Linked DNA regions of Nomascus leucogenys: region 2 is linked to region 1. Evidence: chromatin contacts called from public Hi-C data. All regions are on one chromosome and are shown on one strand. The core of a region is the stretch at or near the end of the contact, and the rest is flanking DNA. Distances in the headings are between cores, read along the strand shown. Region 1 holds the start of PCDH1 (protocadherin-1). Region 2 has its middle 23 kb from the start of ARAP3.

Region 1 (3,378 bases), core at 490-2,989:
TGCTCCTGTGCCTGCCGCGATTTCCCTTCTGGCTCCAGGGCCTGCCCGCGCACACACTGGCCTACAGCGGGGACCAGGCGAAGGAGGCGCCCAGGTGTGAGACGAACCCAGGTGTGCGGGACCCACCAAGGTGTGTGGGACCCAGGTGTGCTGGAGACCCAGATGGCTCAGAAAACTCAGCTAAATGGCTGGAAGAGGGTCGCAATCACCGTCCCGGGCTAGCACCCTCTACAAAGGAACCTGGGGCCCCGGAGCTCCGGGGAGGCGGGATGGCTTGGCCAGCCAGGTCCAGCTTGTTCCCGGAACACCGGCCGGTTCGGCCCGGGAGTGGGGGTTGGGGAGGCGCCGACTGGGAAGCCGGCAGGCCGGCCCAGGCTTCCCGCTGTGCCGATATTTACAGTAATAATGTCGCGATTAACGTGGCGGGGCGCTTGGGGCTCGCCGAGCGACCCCGGCGGCTTCTTCTGCCTGAATCTGGACTCCGAGGGAGAGGAACGGAGTGTGTGTGTTTGTGTGTATGCGCTGCAGGGTGTAATGTAATGTGACACTGTTGGTTTGAGGTGTGTGTGACACCCAGTGTTAAGATGGGTGAAGCAGTGTATTCTGTGTTTGTGACCGTGAGGCGCTGCTGTAGGTGCCACTTCCTGTGTTAGGGTGTGTGCCATCAAGCGTGTGCTGAGATACTGGGTTGTGTGTTTGTGTGGGTGCAGTAGAGGGGTGCAAGGAGACCTGTGCTGTGTACCTATGTTCTGGCCAAGAAGTGGGTAAGAAGATATATGTTAGGGTGTGTTCCTTAAAGGAATGTGGGGGGTGGCTAGGTTTTGAGGGTTCATGTAGTGAACTGTGGCTGTGACACTCGTACATGAGGGCACGAGATTGTGTTTGTGTGTCCACGTCGCGGGGTGTCACACCCGGTTGTGTTATTGCTCTGTAAAGCCACGGGTTGTGTGTCGGTGCTGCTGATCGTGCAGACACTGAAGCGGATTCTGAGCTGGTGACGGTGCCCCAGTGGGCGCTGGTGTGCGGGAGGTATGTCTGTGTGCACATATGTACGGATGTATGTATATGTGTATATATGTCCACGGTCTGGCCCTCTGGGTGCCCGCTGGAAGCTGGAAGCGGCTGAGTGAGCCGAGCTAGTTGCCCAACAAGTGTGTATGTATGTGTTGTGGACAAGGGTCCTTGCTTGCTCCGTCCTCCGGGAGACCCCCACCAAACTGGGGGCCGCGCGCTTCCCCAAACCCATCCTCCACGCCGCGCGCTCCTGGAGTCTCCCTATCTCCGTCTCTCCGAGCGCGCCCAGGTTCGGGACGCGGGGACTGGGGTTCTGCTCAGCACCCCCTCCCCTCCCTCGGCTTCTCGCCGCAGACCTGGGAGGCCGGAATCCCTCGGCCGCATCCCCCGCTCTGGGCTCCCAGCCGCCCCCACCTCAGCCCCCTGGCGCCGAGCTCGGGCTGGGCCCCCGCGGCCTCGCTCCGCCGAGCGCCCCTCCCTCAGCTCCCGCCGGCCGTGACCGCTTCGGGCCCCAAGCCGCTGCTGCCTCCACCGCCGCCGGATCCTTACCCGCCTCCGGGCAGCGCCGGCCGCCTGCCCCGCTGTCCATGAGCCGCCGCCGGCCCCGGCCCGGGCTGCGGCTCCGCACGGCTGGGGCTGGCGCTGCGGTTCGGGCTCCGGCTCCGGCTGGCTCTGGGCGCAGCAGCCCGGCGGCTTTGCGTCCGCGCCGCGCTCCCGCTCCCCGAGTGTGTGAGGCGGCGGCGGCGGCGGCGGCGGAGCCAGCAGAGAGCGGAGCGCACAGCCCGGCCCGCCCCCTCCCTCCCCCCTCCCTCCCGGCCCGCCCGCCTCCCCGCCCCCCCGCTCCGGCCGGGAGGTGGAGCTCGGGACCGCTCTGGTCCGGCTGGGAGGGGACCCCGAGCACCGCTCCCCAAAGCCTGGACCCCTCCCTTTGCCATCTCTTTACCGCCCGAGGCCCCAGTACACAGGCCGTCCCCTCCTCTGCGCTTCACCTTACACTTATCCCACCCAAGCCTCCATCTAGGACTGCTCCTGGATTCCCCTCCTTACCCTACTCAAACACCTGTCCCTAGCTCTGTCTGCCCGCTGGGAAGTCGAGGCAAGGGAAGCGCCTTCTTGCCTGGGCACCTGCTCCTCCATATCCACCCTTTTCCCGCCCAGATCCCGGATCGCCCTGTGTGGCCCTCCCTTCCCGCTGCGCTCGGGGAAAGTTCACCCCTCCCCCTCCGGCCGAAGCCGCAGAGCGGTCAGCCTCGGTGGCCGCAGCAAGCCGTGGGGGTGGGGCTATGGAGGGGACCGTGGGAGGAGGAGGCTAATGGCACCCGGGGGCTCTAGAGTGAGGGTGGGGAAGATACACAAGCGTGAAGACGAAGTGCTGCTCCTGAGCTTAGGCTATTCGAGGGTCTCCTGATCACCTGCCCTCTGGGGGGCGTAGTGCTGCGGCCACACGTATTTGCCAGTGACTTACAGTATACAGTCACCGGGTCCCTGCCCCGCGAGGCCGCCCAGTGTCACGGCCTGTGTCACACGCCCTTGCAGTGCCACACGCTCCCTATCACACTCACCAAATCACACACGGTGTCACACGCAGTGTCTCACACACTCCAATACTCGGTTTCTCCCATTCAGCTCTGGCTCTCTGGTGCCATCTAGAGGTCTCTGAGCAGCTTGGGAACTCCCTCTCCTGCGCTTGCGGTTTGGTAACCCAGGCTGCCAAGTGTCCCAGTTCAACAGGACCTCCTGCCTTCTTCGCCTGCAGGCCCAGGCAGAGTGTTCTAGGTCAAAAGAATGAGGAAGGTTATCCCTAGCCAGGCCTAGTGCTGGGTGAGGAAATGCTCTCCTTATGGGATGACCAGTTGCTGGGCCTCTTTTTGCCATAGCCTCTGACTCCCCATCTCTGTCCTTCCCCATTTTCCTGTTCCTACCACTCTTCTGTGCCTTTCCTCTTTCTTCTACTTCCTTCTCTTCTCAGCTCTTGCCTGTCTCGGTGGGATGCTCTTCAGGATAAAAGCGGAATCTCTGGCTAGCTAAGAGGGCAAGCAAACTCTGTCCAAGATCTCTCCCAGAGCAGCCCCGCTTAACTGGACTCCTTTTCTGGCCTATGCCCTGCTCTATCCCTCAGGCCCAGGAGCCCAGGGGCGGGGCTCTAGATGGGAGATTGGGTAATCTGGTGAAAGAGGGGGGTGGGTCTGTCCTGTAAGTAGCTTCTTTCTGTCTCTAGAAAGCTCATACTCTCTACATCACTGAGCACAGCTCTGAGGAGGGAATCAGTGGCCCAGAGAGAAGAAATCTTCCGCAGAAGAGCTGCCCCGGTCTCCCTGCCCCCAGCGTGTGCCCGCTGCCCAGTGCAGCAAACCCTCCCCGGTC
Region 2 (3,378 bases), core at 306-2,805, 180 kb before region 1:
TAGCCTGGTACTGCTGAAACAGCCCCATCTCCTGAGCTCAAATTGTAAACTTTGCCTCTTCATACCCATACTCCTCCACCCTGGCTCAGCCCAGCTTTGAGGGCAGTGCCCCTGAAATCCTGGGCATCTGACACCTGAGTGCTGTAGTCCCCAGCCCACAGCAAGCACTGGCACTCCCCTAAATCTTTCCAGAGCCAAGACCCCTCCCGCCGCCATCTCAGAGCCTCACTTGGTCAGAGCGGCCAGGGGAGGCAGGATCGATGTGCAGAGAACTCCGTAATAATCCCAGCGCAGGCAGCCAGGCTGCCGTATGAAGAAAGATTAAAAACTCATCGGGTTGAGATGAGGAAATAATTCAGCTGCTTGGCCACGGTGGGAACGCCTAGGGCTGCAGGTGCTAGCCGGAGTACATGTGAAGGGGTGGCCGGGACCCAGATGACAGCGGCTTTCGGCCTTGGGAATCTGCACTCCCCCACTTCGTTCCACCCCCAGAGCCACCTTCCTTTGCTGCCTGCCTTGAAGCCAAGGCTGACAAATCCCAGTCCCCCAGGGAGCAGTGAGCGGGAGGCAGGCTGGGGGAAACCGAGGGAGCACAGTTGCTGCCTAGCTCCACACCCTGGTTTATTTCCTCCGCAGCACTGAAATTATTTTGCTCATTTATTTGTTTACTTGTATGCTGTTTCCTCACCTAGACTATAAGCCCCGCAAGGCCAGGAACCTGTTCACCTGTGTATTGCAGTACCTCCAGCCCCCAGCCTACAAGAGGGACTTCTTAAGAACTGTTGAGTAAATGAATGCATGGATTGGAATCCTGGCTCTTGCTGTATGACCTCGCTGAGCTTCCGTTCTCGTAGCTGTAAAATGGGCACGGTAGTGGCTTCCAAAGGAGATCTCAGCCCAGCGCCAGGCTTCTAGGAAGCGCTCAATTGAGGATTTTGTTACACTGATGTCAAAAGAAAATGGAAACCGTGTCTGCCGCGTGAGGCGCCATCAGGGGGCGCCCTTGTGCAAGGCGCTCGGCGTGCTGCGCCTTCCGCAGGCTCCCGGGTGAGCGCATCCAAGGCCGCCCCCACTCCCCGCCCCCACCTTTGGGAGGCTTATCTCCTCCCCTCTCCGTCCCGTTCACACGCCCACCCTCACTCCGCGCGCGTCCCCGCTCCGGGGACCGTCTCCGCAGCCCCGTGCCCACCCTTCCCCACCGCCAGGCCCAGACTCCTTCCGCCCACGCGGCCCCATATGCTGGAAAGAGCCTCCCACTCCCCATCTGTCAAGCCACTTCCTTGTCCCCATTCCCGGCTTCGCCGCTGTCCCCTCCTCCAGGAAGCCGGTCCTGATTGAGGGGCGGAGGACTGCCAGCCTCGCCGGTCAACCGCCCAGTATCCCCGTTCCCCCAACCACAGGGCTTTGGGAAAATGCCTGCTGCCCTGGGCGGATGACCCCCAGTGCTGAGCTCTGAGCCTCGAGTCAGGGTTTGCGAACAGATGCGAGAACTCTCTGTGCGCTTCAGACCTGTGGGGAGACCCTGCCGAGGAGAGGAGTGGGAGGGCCTGCGCGGAAGGACCCCTTGTGTCAGGGCCGGCTGGCTGGGGTTGGGGAGCGGGCTTCGGGGCACTGCCGGCTGTTCGCCTGGGGGACGCAGGGCTTGGGGAGCGCGGTACAGACAAACACAGGCTGCTTTTCTCGCCCGAAAGACCGGTTTCATTTCGCAGATTGATTATTGCTGCGTGCGTGCGTTCGTGCGTGTGTGTGTGTGTGTGTGTGTGTGTGTGTGTGTGTGTGTTTGGGCGTTGTTAGTTTTTTAAAAATGTAACTTGCTTGTCTAATGAATGTTTGATTGCACCTACATCCGGAGGGTGTTTTAATGAAAGGTGAAGGCTCCTGGAGGGAAATAAATAAATAAAGGATCGCTCCCCATCCCTCGGCACCCGCTCCCCCGGCAACTCTCCATCCACAGCTATCTTCTGATGCCCATGCCCTCGCGGAAGAATTCTGTTCCTGTTTGAATGTTCCCATGTAAATGATGCTTCTCTCCCAGGGAAATCACACCCTTCAATCGGTCAATCTCAGGGCTTTTATTAAGGGTGTGAAGGGGAGATGAATGGGGAGAGGGAGCTCTGGGGGAGCGGAGAGAGGAGCGAGGAGGCCTCCTTTCCCGCCGCAGGCTGGACTGGGTTTTGCTCGCTTGGTGAGTGCACACCCACTCTGCGCCAGGCTTTGTGCTGAGATCCGTGGACACGGAGAAGGCAGGCACAGGGTAATGCCAGTGCTATCAGTTCAATTCAGCAATTATTTGTTCAGCATCCCAGTACCACATTGTGACCCTGGGGGATTCGCTGAACCTCAGAGAGCCTCAGTTTTCTCATCTGTAAAATGGAGATTATAATCATATTTATCTCATTATGTGTTGGGGGATTAAATGAGAGAGTGCATGGCACACAGTAAGCACTCAGGGAATGCTAGCTGTTATTATCTGTTATTATCTACTATGTAGGTAGTAGTGTGGCTATGGGAAGGCAGAGTGGTGTGGAGCACAGACCCAGGAGATTATTAGAGGGTGGATTTAAAAGTGCATGCCTCTTAGAGGTAGAATGTCTACGTTTAGGCTCTGTCCCATTGATCAGTCAACTGATAATTACTGACTGCCAGCATACCAGCCACTGTTCTTCACTTTGTGGATACAGCTATGAGACAGGTAAATCTGGTCTCTGCACAGAGAGCTCATGTCTAGTAAGGGAGACCTTACTAGGTCCATAAACAGCCTGGCCACAGGGTGGACAGAGCCGTAACAAAACAAGCCCAGGCAACTGTGGGAGCACAGACGAGGGGTACTTCACCCGACTTGGCTTCCCAGAGGAGGGCAATTTAACCAGACAAAGATCGAGGGTGAGGAATGTGTGAGGGATGGGAGGAAAAATATTCTAAGCCCAGAGAATTGCCTGTTGGGAGGGCACAGAGATTAAGAGAGTGAAGTCATGAGTGATTGGAGAACTGAAATTTCCATCTCCCATGATGGTTAAAGAAACAGCTTTGGAATCAAATGCCTGGCTTCAAATTCTGGGTCTGCTATGTGCTAGCTGTGTGACCTTGATCAAATTATTTCGTCTCTCTGTGCCTCAGTTTTCTCTTCTGTAAAATGGGTCTCTTAATAATAAGGGGTTAACAATAATATCCATTTCATTGGATTGTTGTGGAGAATGGATGAGATGGCATTTGTAAAATGCTTAGCCCAGACCTGGCATGAGGTTAACATTCAATAACTGTTAAATAGTATTATTCTTCACTGTTGCTGAAGATGAAGCCATGGTGTGGGGAGGGTCAGAGGTGAGTAGGAGGCTCAGATCATGAAGGACCTTATAATCCATGGTAAGGGGTTTGTAC

The links. Hi-C and Micro-C count contacts between places; a contact is called where the count stands out from the background.
Region 2: a Hi-C map of an unstated tissue shows a contact between it and region 1, with 2.9 times the contacts expected there. The contact joins the enhancer-like site here to the promoter of PCDH1 in region 1. A contact is called at or near these places in 2 of 4 Hi-C or Micro-C datasets (a lymphoblastoid cell line and an unstated tissue).

What each region holds. Positions count from the first base shown.
Region 1 is chr2:36,833,384-36,836,761 of Asia_NLE_v1, reverse strand. It overlaps PCDH1 (protocadherin-1), which reads right to left and starts at 1,739. Exons shown (of 5, transcript XM_030827336.1): 1 at 1,564-1,739. The coding sequence starts at 1,603.
Region 2 is chr2:37,009,133-37,012,510 of Asia_NLE_v1, reverse strand. No RefSeq gene overlaps it. Among named protein-coding and RNA genes, the nearest start is that of ARAP3, 23 kb to the left of the region's middle. Within about 2 kb of position 1,555, the one cell type or tissue checked has an H3K27ac peak away from gene starts, as active enhancers do. A contact at or near this core is called in a lymphoblastoid cell line, where this site is marked.